2 separate regions of the Sus scrofa genome follow, and region 1 is linked to region 2. A link is a contact called in public Hi-C data. All regions are on one chromosome and are shown on one strand. The core of a region is the stretch at or near the end of the contact, and the rest is flanking DNA. Distances in the headings are between cores, read along the strand shown. Region 1 overlaps OTOG (otogelin). Region 2 holds the start of KCNC1 (potassium voltage-gated channel subfamily C member 1).

Region 1 (6,840 bases), core at 518-3,017, 140 kb before region 2:
GATACAAAGATTTAAAAGATGAAATAAAATATGCAGACATTTAAATGATTGATTAATTATTTATTATGTGTTCCTGCACACCAAAGCTCTTCCTGGCACAAGATGCCTCCCTCTGAGGTGCAGTGGTTATTATATAGGTGCTGGGGCCGGACCATCTGGGTTCAGACTCAAGTCCACCAAGCAGAGTGATCTGGGGCACCTGCTTTGCACTCTGAATTGTAATTGAGGGTTAAGAGAACTGTACCTTCCTTGCAGTGGGTGGTGAGGTTTATTTTTTTTAATCTTTTTTTTTTTTTTTTTTTTTTTTTTTTTTGTCTTTTTAGAGCCACTTTTTTTGGCATGTGGAGGTTCCCAGCCTAGGGGTTGAATGGGAGCTACAGCTGCCAGCCTACACCACAGTCACAGCAACATGGGATCTGAGCCACGTCTGTGACCTACACCACAGCTCATGGCAACGCCGTATCCCTGACCCACTGAGCGAGGCCAGGGACTGAACCTGTATCCTCACGGATACTAGTCTGATCAATTTCCACTGTGCCACAGTGGGAACTCCTGATCTTTATTTTAAAATGTTGCTATTTTGTCCATCATGGATATTTTGCATGAATTTTGAAATTTAAAAAATTGTGTTAAAATATTACATATCCTGATTACTGAGATTTTTGATATCTCCTTAAATTTTGCACCTGAGATGAGCACTTGGTTTACTCTAGTCCAGGCCTCTGTCTGTGTGGCAGATACTAGTGGTGGTCCCCATCCTGCAGAGGAGGGCACTACATTTCAGAGAGGTTAAGTAACTTGTCCCAGTATGCACAGCTGACTGTATGAGAGAGATGGGATTTGAACCCAGGTCTGTGGGACTCTTGAGAGCTGGCTCTTGACAGCTTTTCTGGGTGACCTCCCATGGACCTGGTACACACTTGAAATGAGGGCCTTGAGATCTTCTTAGTTTTGAGTTCAATCTTCTGAGTCTTCAGGTGAGGAGAAGTACATACTTTCCCAGAACCACATGGTGGGTCAATCTACTGATTCCTGGTACTCTTTTCCAGAGGGCAATGCCAAATGCAAAGAAGAGTATTGATCATGGGACTTCGGGGTGTGAGGTGGTGTTAGTTGCTTTCTTTAGACCATGCCTGAGAGTGAAGGAGACTCCTCCTCAGTATTTATCCCAGATATACTAGGCCACTTGGCTCTTCATGGTCTTGCTCCTGGCTTTAGTGACCCCTGCATGGACCCTAGCTTCCCCCCATGAACTAAGGAATCCTCGGCTGAGATGCCAGGGGAACAATCTGCAGTGCTGCAGTAGGCCACTAGAGGGCGTGTGGAGCACACATTTGGAGGAGCTTGCCAGTGCCTGATGGAAACTGTACCCAGGCGCCTGAAAAAGGCTTGGATCCTGGAGGCCTCTGGCCCCTTCCTCCCAAGGCCCTTGAAAGACTTACGTCTGACTTCTGTCTTGTGCTTGCATTCCTGTAGGACCTTCCATGACATTTCTGATTGGAGCTACCACCCCTTGGTTCAATTTTTGCCCTTTGGGGTCACACAAAATACATCCTTCTGACAAGCATTCATTCGTATTCATTCATTGGATACATGCTAAATGCCTATTCTGGGCTAGGCTCTGTGCTGGGGGCACAGAGAGGACATCTGGATCCAAAGACCACTTAGAATCTCAGAGTTTGGGAGGCAGGCCAAGTCCAGCCCTTGGGAAGGAGGGAGAGCTGGGATACTAGGGACCTTGGCTCTGTCCATCTGTTCCAGGCTTCTCAAGATGTCTCTGTTCTCTCTCTTTCAGCATATGACTGTGAATTCTTTAACAAAGGTAAGCTCATCTTCCCCCACGTGGCCCCTTGGGAGCTGGGGCACTGCCAGTCCTGCCCTGGTGCCTCACTAGCATCAGCCATCCTGAGGCCCTGCAGGAAGATACCATTATCGAGAGACAGCCCTGACAGTGCAGGGCCCAGGGCTGTTCCGGGACTACTCTCTGCAGCTCCTGCAGCCTCTGTCCAGAGCCCAGGCCAGGCTATCTTCCTGGGATGAGCTCATGCAGGACAGCTTCACCAGGACCTGAAAATCCCACTTGCATCAGTGCTGCCCCCTTGCCTTATAATCTAGCTCATCAGATGGAACATTTTCTTGGGTCTCTGAAGCTTTGAGTTGGCAGAGGCAAATGCCACCTGCTCTTCCTGAGGATGGCTAGGCCAAAACTTATGGCCCAGCATAGCCTGTTATATTCATCTTCAAGTTTAGCCAGGGTCACAGGGTAGCAGGATATGCTCCAACTTCTGCATTAAGCACATCATGACCAAAGACCTCAGGGAGGTTAATGTCCAGCATTAGAACCAATTAGTCCATCTCGTCACTAGGCTTGTGGGGAGCAGAGAGGGGAGGGCTGCCCAGGAGTAGTTTCCAGCACTGATCTTTGTGCAATGAGGCCAGGTTGGCAGAATTAGGTGCTTAAGTCCTTGGTGCCATTCGCCTTTGACTTCTAGAGTCCTTTGTGCCCCTACTTCCAGATACCATCCTGCCAGGAGCAGGCCTATATGGGTCTGGACCCAAGGCTTTGTCCTCAGTTACCTGCATTATCAGATTTTGGTTTGAAAAACATCCTCCCCATGAGAGTAGATTGGGTGAAATTATGGGGGACTGACTAGAAAGGCAAGGATACCAGTTAGGGGGTCCATGAGAATGAGGGCTGACATGATAATTCATAGTGACTGCAGTCTCACCAAAATGTTAGCCCCCTGAAGGGCTCCTGATGGCTCTAACCTTTAACCCCTAAAGGCATGAATCTGTCTCAGGAGGATGCAGTCCCTCACAGGCGGGGTCTGTCTGACACCAGACACGACATTTCAGCAAGACGGCTCTGAGCAGAGTTTGCTCCCTTCTGTGGCATTTTGAGTGGCAGTAACTGGCAAAGGACAAGCTGTTTCTAGCATCCTCCACCCACCCACCCGTCCTGTTCTTACTCTGCTCTTCTACCAGCATTTTCTCTGGTCTCTTGCTGGGCGCTGGGGATTCAGCAGTTAAGATACCTGTCCCGGTGGAGCACTGGAGCCGGTGCCTGCTGGCTCGCTAGGACTCCCTGTGTGTGTTCTCCCCTCCACATCCAGTTGGAATTTTGAGGTTGACTGCTGGTGGGAGCCTTTACACCATGGAAACCTGCAAACATCACCAAATGGGGTTTCATTTGTTCTTTTTTTTTTTTTTTTTTTTTTTTTTTGTGAGCTGATTGTTAACCATTTCCCAGCACAGCACTGCCTGGACCCCTGATTGAGACCCTTCTCATAAGAGATGTGCTCAGCATGTGCTGAGCATGGAGGCTGCTGGAGCGCAAGTGGGAGGATGCTTGTGTGTGGGGAGAGGGTGTGGGGAGAGCTTCACGGAGGAGGTGACATTTGAGCTGGGCCCCAGAGATTGAGTAGGCGTTCGTTCGCCCCAGGCACAGCAGGGGAGGACTGCGCTGAGTGGGTGGGACAGTGAGAGTGGTGGTGCGCAATGAAGGACACAGCCGCTGGGCTCTTACAAGGAAGAGCAAGAGCAGTTCAGTGTGGCAGGGGCAGGGGTGGGGCGTGAAGGGCCCCTGAATTCTTGCCAGGCCCTTGGATTCTATCCTGAGGGCAAAAGGGGAGCCATGGAGGAGTCGCAGCAGGGAGTGTGGCAAGGAAGGTGACTCGGGTGCTGTGGGGAGGAGGCTCCAAGGGTGGGCATACCAGAGGCAAGCAGGTCGGTTGCAAGGCTGATGTTGTTGTCTAGGAAACCCATGCCCCTGTCCAAACTGTACCAACCACCACAGAACCCGAGAGATACAGAAGTGACGCGTGTTTGAAATAAGTAGCTAAAGCTGAGCCCAAGCCTTCCCAGCCTTTATCCTCCAACCCTTGGGTGGGCAGAGATGAGGCCTGATGTCTTCTGCCAGAGCCCACCCTGAATGGAGCAGTGGCTGGAGTGATAGAGTCTTAGAAAGGGGGACATACCCCTGGAGAGACATCTGGGGGCCCCAGAGGCCCTCCAAGGGTGGCCTCGTTTCGAAGCTTCTTCTGAAATGATTCAGGAGCTCTGCAGAGGGTCAGTTCCCATCAGGGGCTGACAGCCTGTGGCTTCCGTCCGCTCCTCCTCATGGAAACCAAGAGGCCAGGATGAGGGAAGTGACCCAGAGCAGCTCTTTGGCATCCTCTGGCGAGGGCTGGGCACATAGGGATGGGAGGTGGGCAAAGGCCCAGAGAGGCAGGGCTTACCACTGGACCCCCTCTCTCCAGCACTAGGCAAGGGCCCCTACCAGCTGGCCAGCTTGGCAGCTGGTGGTGCCCTGGTGGCCGTGAAGGCAGCAGGCAGTGCCATCGACCTAGTGAGAGCGGAAGATGTAGTGCCGGGAGACATTGTGAACTTCCTGCTGACGGCTGCTCTGTTCAAGGCCAAGGCCCACGGTAAGGTCCCCCCTCTGGACCCCCTGCAGCCCTGGGTGGAGGGAGGTGGATGCTGGAGGAGGGGAGAATGCCAGGCCCTAACTGGCTATCGTAGCTGGAGAAACAGGTGCCCCTTTCCCAGCGGAGACAGGGTTCCTGGTGAGCCTCTTAGCTTCTTTGAAGAGACACCTTCCATCCTCTTGAAAAGACCACGGAGGCCAAGGTCCAGATGTACCTTTGTACTTTGCTTCACACAATGGCTGTGCTCTAGAAAAGCTAGGCGACAACACCTCCCCCTTCCCTCCCTCCCCGGGCCTCTTCTTCTTAGTCTCCCTCTTCTTCCTCGCCTTGCCTTCTCCTCTCCATTTTTAAGACTGGATAGACTTTTTTTTTTTAATTTTATAATGATTTTTATTTTTTCCATCATAGCTGGTTTACAGTGTTCTGTCACTTTTCCACTGTTCAGCAAGGTGACCCAGGCACACATACATGTATACATGCTTTTTCTCACATGATCACGCTCCATCACAAGTGACTAGATATTGTTCCCAGTGCTACACAGCAGGATCTCATTGCTTAACCATTCCAAAGGCAATCGTTTGCATCTATTAACCCCAAATTCCCAGGCCATCCCACTCCCTCCCTCTCCCCCTTGGCAACCATAAGTCTGTTCTCTATGTCCATGATTTTCTTTTCTGTGGAAAGGTTCATTGGTGCCATATATTAAGATTGGATAGACTTTAAATGCCAAAGGGGAGGTGTTCCCTGAAGCCTCAGCAGGTTGAGGATCCAGCGTTTTCACAGCTGTGGCTCGGGTTTGATCCCTGGCCTGGGAACTTCTGCATGCCACACGTGGAGCCAAAAAAAAAAAAAAAAAAAAGACTGATCTGTTGACTTTGGTGGGACCTTCTGTGGGAGGAGCAGGCTCTTGATGTGCTCAGGTTACCACCCTGAGCTCTGGGCTGGTGGCTTGTGCAGATGGAGGTGTGCCTGGGACCGCCAGCCTCCTGAGTCTCAGACAGCCAGCAGACCCGAAGGGCTTAGCTGTAGTGGATGCCCTCTTCTCTTCTGAGGTCATCAGTGCCTGAAGGGTGGCAGGACCTTGCTCGGGTGGTGAATGACCCCAGGTGGTGTTTATGTTCGGCCCTGGGTCAGCCAAGGCCTCAGTTCAGCAGTGCTAGGGAGCCTTCTCCATGTGCGCGTGTCCCAGTGTCTGGTCACTATGATCAGGGTTCCTTCACCCGGATCCTGCTGGCCCCGTGTAATCAGTACCCACCTAATCACACACGATGGTCCCTGCAGCCAATCTCAGCATGAGATAGAGTCTTGAACTAAGACACATCTCAGAGAGTTGATTTCACTTTAAGAATTTAAGTTCTGGAGTTCTTGTCATGGTGCAGTGGTTAACAAATCCGACTAGGAACCATGAGTTGCGGGTTTGATCCCTGCCTTGCTCAGTGGGTTAAGAACCCGACGTTGCTGTGAGCTGTGGTGTGGGTTGCAGACGCGGCTCGGATCCCATGTTGCTGTGGTTCTGGAGTAGGCTGGCGGCTACAGCTCGATGACCCCTAGCCTGGGAACCTCCATATGCTGCAGGAGCGCTCAAGAAAAGGCAAAAGCAAAAGGCAAAAAGCAAAAAAAAAAAAAAAAAAAAAAAAAAAAAATTTAAGTTCTTAGATTCTCAGGGTCTGGGGTTTATCTAGTATGAGGATCATTCTCTCCCCTGCCCCCAGTCCTTTCCTCCCTCTCTCTCTCCCTCCCTCCCTCTCTCTTTGCCTCCCTCTCACTGAGCCCTGTTCCCTTGCCAGGTGCAGAGCTGGGCACTTGGGAATCAGTGATGTCAGGACACCATCCCTGCCCACCGGGAGCCCACAGTCCCATCCAGGGGACAGATGTGTCAAAAGCAATGATAATGCCCGGGGGAAGGAGGAGCCCCTAACTCAGTCTTGGGGAGTTAGGAGGGGCTTCTGAGAATAAGCCGTGTTCCTCAGGGGGTTGGAAGGAGCATGAAGGGACGTGAAAGCCAAGCTCAGGAGCTGGGTCTTTATCCCGAGGGCAGTAGGGAGCCATGGAAGGCCTTTAAGGAGGGGAGGGACACCTTGGCTCCTGCCAGCCCCGGGTGGTGTTGATGGTAGTATGTGCCAGGGGACAGTAGGAGGCGCCAGGAGGAATCATGTCACTGTACAAGGAAACCTGGGCATGAGGGACTGGCGACCCAGCCCCAGGAGGGCCAGAAGCACCCCCACTGCCCCCAAGGAGAACACTTCCTCCCTAAACATTCCTGACCCCCAGATCTGTGTGGTCTTGTTTGAAGACGGAAGGTGTCTTACAACCTTCCAGAGGCCACAGGCCATCTGCTTAGTGGGAATTTTCTGTTCTCCATTCAGTATTTTAGTTCAGTAAGTAGGTTCAGTCAAGAGAGGGGGTATGGATG
Region 2 (6,749 bases), core at 3,084-5,583:
AGCAGGACCAGATCTAAGGCCTGCAAATGCCAGGTGTGAGAATATAGGCCGACTTGGCTTCAGGAGGCCCTTTACCTTTTTCTAGTCTGTCCCCAGCCCCCACTCATCCTCCAGCCATTCCCACATCAACCTCCTCTAGCCTGAACAAGAGAAATGACAGAGATGAGGGGTTATGATAAAGGGCTTATTGTTATTCCTACCCAACAAAAAAGAAACTGAGGTACAGAGAAACTGAAGTTTGTCCACGATGATAGCTAGTCAAATGGTGGAGCTAGGATTTGAACCCAGGCAGTTTGATTCTACAGTTTATGCTCTGACTACTGAACTACCATCCTGCTGGTAGTTCACTGCACCCTTCATCCTCCATGTGCCAAGAGCCATTGATCCCAAAGACCCTCTGGCGTGAGACCACAGCTTTCCTCTGCAAGGAAAGGAACAGATGACTATAAATGGGGGGAGTTGCTCAAAAGAGGAAAGGGGCTAGGTTCTCAGCTGGACTGAGCATCTGGTTAGTGGCTGTGGGTAAGAAGCTAAGGCTGGTTCGCCAAGTCCTCCTCCCCACCCCCATTTCTCTGCGGCCTTTTCTCTTTTTTTCTATGTTGCCCTCTTGGTTTTTCTGGGCTCTCTGCAAATGCCAGCCTTCTCACAGTGTGAATAAGAAACGAGAGGAGGGACTTTTGTGTCTTTGCTTAGGATCGAGAAGGGGAGCATGCTTTGGGGGCTGGGGGTGTCATCCAGGAGAAAGGTGAGACTCCTCAAATGGGACAGCGTGGGGTACCCGATGGGCAGCCCCCCTCTCCCACCTGGAAGCTCTCTCTCTAAGCCTTCTCTGCTCACTCCAAAGGGGATTTTAGGTGCAATGGACACATTTTCACCCTCCCCTCCCTCCAGCCCCAGCTTCCCTCATTTTTCTCATCCTTCAGTCTCCTGTTCACATTACACAATCCTTCCCCTTCTAGGAGCCCCACGCCTCTCTCTGTCTCTTCCACTGCTTCTCCCTACCATCTGGGGCTACTTTCCTTCCCCATTATGGCTCCCCATGGGGCAGTGGTCTGAAAGGGCTCTGCCCTGATGCCCTGAGAAACCCTGGCTAAGTCTCCTCTTGCCTCAGCCTTGGTTACAGGCACCAGACTCCTAGAGCCTCTGACACGAGGATTCTAGGATCCCAGCGCCTCTCCTGGCCTTTCTCAAATCATGCAGCCCTTCGTGAGGAGCTACTGTGCTCTCGGCACTGTGGAGGAAGCAAGCGAGAAGCAGCCCTGGAGGAGCTGATGGTCCTTTGCAGGAGTAGGGGAAGGCAGTGAAATAAGCTATAGTGAAGATGAGGGAGCCATACCCTGATCCATGGGGTCCTGCAGGAGATGGAAGAGGTGGAGCCCTGGGCCCCTATGGTTGGCAGAATTGCAAAAGGCTTCCTGTGGTAAGTGGTGGGGGTGGCCAGGGGGAGAGGGACTGGACATCTGGCTGGAAGGAAGGGGAGGTTTGGAGAGGCCTCTCTCTTGTCTCTCCCCATTTTAATTTTTCCCAGCTTTGTGTGTGTGTCCATCTCTCTGTGTCCAACTTTTCCTGTTATTTCTGGGAACTCTGTTTCTCTCTTTTATCACCTCCTTGGATTGGGGCAGAACTTGCTGAGACTCTGTGTCCTGGGAATATGCATGTGGGCCAAGCTGAGCTGCACCAGGTCCAGCCTCCTCATGGGTCGGGGATGGGGCTCACACTGGTCAGGAAGAGAGGGACACTGAAAAGCAGTCCCATCCCTATATTACTCTGAGATTGAAGGGGAAAGAGCTCTGACTTATAGGAAGAACACAGATCAATCTCTGGAGGAAGGAGATGCCATCCTGGCCCCAGACTCCAGCTCTCTCTTTGCCTGTGCCCATCCCTGCTCCTGTTCCTGCCATAACTCTGCTTCTTTCCATCTCTCCCCCTGTCCTTCACCCACCCTTCAACTCTTGCTCTGCCCTTTGCCCCCTCTCCAACCCTCTCCATTCCTCCAAACCTTTTCCCCAGGGCACACAGATTTCTGCTACAGTTGGGCTGGGATTCCCCTGGCCAAGTGACGAGAAAGATGTCTGCAGCACAGCTTCGTCCCCAGGCCCACAACCAGGTCTGTGGGTCAGTGTTGAGGGACAGCTGTCTGCACAGTTAGCAAGTGCCGACAGGTAAATAAGAGCCTCGTGTCTTCTTAATTAAATCGCCCTTTGCCCAGGCAGCCTTGTGTTCGATTGGGCTGGGCTGGATCAATATGCCTCTTTCCCAGCGCAGCCACCCCTGGATCGAGGCCTGACCATCTAAGCCCTGCTCAGGCCCCCCTGCCCACTTCCCTGGCAGCCTGGAGCCCCTAGAGGGCAGGGTTACTTGTGCCCCTGTGCCTGGGACAGAGCCTGGGACAAGAAAAGAGCAAAGGAGTGATGGTTGCTTCGCTGAGTAGACTGAGGCACTGCCAGCAAACAAGGGCCAGGAAGGCTGGGAGGCCCAAACTGCAGCTCCCACGGAGGATCAACTAACTTCGAAGCCAGGAAGCACGGCAGGGGCTGCTCCTATCCAGCCCCCAGACACAGCATCAGCTTTACATTCAGGGCAGTTAAAACCCTGCGGAAAGGGGGCATCAGGGGCAGGAGGTGAGCTGGGGTGGAGTGGGGGACTGTCAATGTTCAAGACCAATAGAGGCAGTTTTCTTTTTTCTTTTTTTTCTTTTTTCTCTCTTTCTTTCTCTCTCTCTTTCTTACTTTTTTGGGTCACCCCTCAGCATGTGGAAGTTCCCAGGGCCAGGGGTCAAGTCCAAGCCACAGCAGGCACCATGCCAGATCTTTAACCCACTGCACCATGAGGGAACTCCCAGAAGGCCCTTTCCACAGGACTCCCCACCTAAGGATCCGGGGCTAGTGTGGGAGGATCAGTGAGTTGTGATCAGTATGGCAGAGTGTGTGGCACTCATGGGAGTCCAGGGTCAGCCTGGAGTTAAGAGGAGCCCATGGTCTGAAAAGGGTCGGAAGGGGTCCAGGATTACCAGGTTGTTGGTAGATGTCTTCCAAGACAACACAACCTAGCAGCGGGGTAACACACACCCACTCGGGGAGTGTTATTTTGGAATCCATGAAAGAGGTTTGCTATGGAAGGGACATGGGGGCTCCAGGTTCCCTGGAAGGGTCGATATTAAGGAGCTACTTGGAGAGGTCAATACTGGTCCAGGTCAAGGTGTCTCTGATAGTGGTCTGGAGTGTCTTGTTTCACTGGGGGATCAGACAGTCCCCAGTTTGGAAAGAGAGGGGAGGGAACCGACGCCCTTCTCACTTCAGTCTGACCCTGGGGGCGCGAGTCGAGACGTCTCTCTGAGCCTCCGCCCATCGAGGGGTGCTCCCTCGGGGCGGAGCGTCGGCGGGTCCCCCGGGAGCCGTAGGACTGGTGCCAGGCTGGCGCCCCCAGCGCCGGGGTTGAGGGAGGCCGGGCTCTGCGCGGGGCTGGGAGGGGGGCGCGGAATCAGGGCTTTTTAGGACCCAGCGCGGCGCCTCCCTCTGGGGGCGAGTGCGGCTGCGCGCGCCGTGTGCCCGTGTCCGGAGAGCGGCGGGCTGGACGCGGACCGCGCGAGCGAGCAAGCGAGCCAGCTAGCCGAGCAGCAACCCCGGTGGCAGCAGCGTCGCGGCGGCGGCGGCCGCTCCGCGCCTCGCCTCCCCGGCCTCTCCAGCCTTGCCTCGCCGCGCCCGGACCCGCCACCCCCGCCTCCCCGGCCCGACCGCCGCAGCCCCCTGGCCTCGGCCAGCAGCGCCAACCGCCTGCCCGAAGCAGGGCGCAGAGCGCGGGGCGCAGAGGCACCAGAGCCAGTGCCCGCCGGCCCCGCAGACCGAACCGAGCCCGGAGAACCCTTGCCGGGCCCCGCGCAGCTCCGCAACCGTCCGGGAGCTGTCCCTTCAGCACCGCCGCCGGAGCCGGAGCCTGAGTCCGAGCGCAGCCCAGCGGAGAGCCCCAGCTCCAGCCGGAGCGCACCGAGCTCAGCGCTCCGCGGCAGCAGCAACGAGCAGCACCCCGGGTGCCCCTGCCCAGGGGGCCCGCCATCTCCTCCGAGAGGCGGGGAGAAGGAGCGTGGAGGGCGGGCGGGCAGGCGCGCCCGCCGCCGGGGGGAGCAGGCAGCCAGGCAAGGAGAGGGAGGGGGCCGGAGTCCGCCCCGCGCCCGAGCTGCAGCCGGGCCACGCAGGGAGGAAGGCAGCGGGCGTCCATCTCCCCGGCGCCGAGAGCGCGCTGCGGCGACCACCTCACAGCCAGAGCGCGAATTTCCCGGCCCCCTCTCCTCCCCTCCCCTCCCCCTTCCGGGGCTGGTCTATGTCCGGCCCCGGGAGCGGCTGACCTTCCCCCCAAAAGCTTTGTGTCGATTTCTCCATTTTCCCGCTGAGATGGGGACGGGAGCCCGGTCCCCCCACCCTCTTTTCCCTCCTCCCGGGGTTCGCCTCTGAGCGCCGCCCCCCTCCCTCCTTTCCTCCTCCCTCTCTCCTTCCCTCCCTTCTTTCCTCCTCTGCCTCCTCCGCAGCCGGACCAGCTCCCTCCCACATCTGGCGCTTAGAGACCCTGGGGATCCCGCGCACACTCCCTTGGACCAGCACCAGACAGAAAGCGCCTTGAGGGGCTTGGGTAGTTTTTCGGGTGGCCAGAGCCGCGGTCCTCTGTCCCCCCGACGGCTGGGGGGAGGGGGGAGGAGGCCGCGCGCCCCCCTCCCCGACGCCAACTCCCCCTGGCGGCCGCTCCCATGGGTGTCGCTGGGCCGCGCCATGCCTAAGGAGGCGCCGCGATGGGCCAAGGGGACGAAAGCGAGCGCATCGTGATCAACGTGGGCGGCACGCGCCACCAGACGTACCGCTCGACGCTGCGCACGCTGCCCGGCACGCGGCTCGCCTGGCTGGCTGAGCCCGACGCCCACAGCCACTTCGACTATGACCCGCGCGCCGACGAATTCTTTTTCGACCGCCACCCGGGCGTCTTCGCGCACATCCTGAACTACTACCGCACGGGCAAGCTGCACTGCCCGGCCGACGTGTGCGGGCCACTCTATGAGGAGGAGCTGGCCTTCTGGGGCATCGACGAGACCGACGTGGAGCCCTGCTGCTGGATGACGTACCGCCAGCACCGTGACGCCGAGGAGGCGCTGGACAGCTTCGGCGGCGCGCCCCTGGACAACAGCGCCGACGACGCTGACGCCGACGGCCCTGGCGACTCAGGCGACGGCGAGGACGAGTTGGAGATGACCAAGCGCCTGGCGCTCAGCGACTCCCCGGACGGCCGGCCCGGCGGCTTCTGGCGCCGATGGCAGCCGCGCATCTGGGCGCTCTTCGAGGACCCCTACTCATCCCGCTACGCGCGGGTAAGTGACAGCTTCCCCATCAGAAGAGCGGGGCGGGAAGGCAGCGTTCTCTGCCTCCCGCGGGTAGGGGTAGATTCGAGAACTGGCTCCTAGGAAATCAGAACTGAAAGATGTGTGTGTGCACGCGTATGTGTATATACACACATACCTGTGTAAGAGTCGGAGTGGCTTCTCAAGGGTCACTAGCTCTGCACGTATGTAAGTTCTGTGCATTTCCAAATTTAATATGTATGAGTATGAATGGGTGTGTTTGTGTGTGAGTAGACTGTGTGTGCATATTTATGTAAGTGTGGTGGTGTATATTTGGGTGGATAAAGTATGTAGTAGGAATGAGTGAGCATGTGTGTATGAGTGTGCAGGAGTGCCCATGCACACGTATTTGCATCTTTGCAGGTGTACAGGGTGAAGGTGTGAACTGTCCTATGGATTCTGGTGTGGGGAGGGAAGCTGGGGCCCTCCTTCTCTCCCCAGGGAAGGGGTATCTGGAGCCAGCTGGGGCCCACAGAAGAGAGCTTGAGAGCTGGTCTCCTGCTTGTGACAGACCTCCCCCTCCACCAGCGCAGCCTCAGGCCATCCTGGGGGTAGGGTCAAGAGGGATTCTTTATGGCTATCAATCGATAGTTGGTGTAAGGCTGGGCTGTGGGGAGAAGAATGTGACCCCTCTGAGACCTGCTCCTGGAGACACAGGCTGCCCTTCGTCCTTGTCAAAGGGGGCAGGGGGGGCTGGAGGGGGGCCCTGGGCTTCTGCCTGTGCTTCCTCTGGGACCCATCAGAATGGAGAGGGGTCCTACAGGGGGAACCTGGGAGGACAGGACAAGGTGTGTGAGAGGTGGGTGTGTCTTCCTCAGCCACTCCCCTTTAATGACAGCATCTTGTTGCTAGGGAGAAAGGGCTACTGACCTTGGCCCTCAGATAGCCCCTCTGGATCAGTTTCCTCATCTGTGAAATGGGAGAGGGGCCGTCTGGTGAATTCTAAGGGGATCCTGCTTAACCTTGTCTGAAAGGGAGATACCAGCGGTGACCTACCCTGCAAGAGTCACCTCTTGCCTTCACTGGGCTCTGTCCTCGGGGGCCTGAATGGAGCCTAAGGCGTTGGGGGGAAGGTCTGAGGTGCGAATGTAAAGCGGAGCCCCTCCCCCATGTGTGAGCCAGCCCCCAACTCCCTAGCAGACGAAACACTGCCTTTGCTGCTCTGTGCTCCTTTGTGGCTCCACACCCCTTCCCTCCTGCCCCTGCGTAGCAGACTCCAGTGGGGACAGGGGATGGGGGACACTGAAGTGTCCATGGCAGAAAAAGGCTGTGTTTAGGCACAGGCCCAATAGGTGTGTTACTGAAATAAACACTCAGTGTTTTAGCATCTGAGGCAGGGGGCAGCAGGTCTTATGTATTAAATCTGAGA

Evidence for each region. Hi-C and Micro-C count contacts between places; a contact is called where the count stands out from the background.
Region 1: a contact with region 2 is called in a Hi-C map of skeletal muscle, with 6 times the contacts expected there. The contact joins the enhancer-like site here to the promoter of KCNC1 in region 2. A contact is called at or near these places in 6 of 47 Hi-C or Micro-C datasets (embryonic fibroblasts, fetal heart ventricle, mesenchymal stem cells and 2 more) and 1 of 2 datasets of contacts at active chromatin or transcription factors (skeletal muscle).

The regions. Positions count from the first base shown.
Region 1 is chr2:41,539,183-41,546,022 of Sscrofa11.1, reverse strand. It overlaps OTOG (otogelin), which reads left to right. Exons shown (of 57, transcript XM_021083273.1): 32 at 1,796-1,822; 33 at 4,260-4,427. Among named protein-coding and RNA genes, the nearest start is that of OTOG, 48 kb to the left of the region's middle. Within about 2 kb of position 1,767, at least 3 of the 83 cell types and tissues checked have an H3K27ac peak or open chromatin away from gene starts, as enhancers often do. A contact at or near this core is called in skeletal muscle, where this site is marked.
Region 2 is chr2:41,405,519-41,412,267 of Sscrofa11.1, reverse strand. KCNC1 (potassium voltage-gated channel subfamily C member 1) reads left to right here and starts at 4,333. Exons shown (of 4, transcript XM_021083271.1): 1 at 4,333-5,350. The coding sequence starts at 4,781.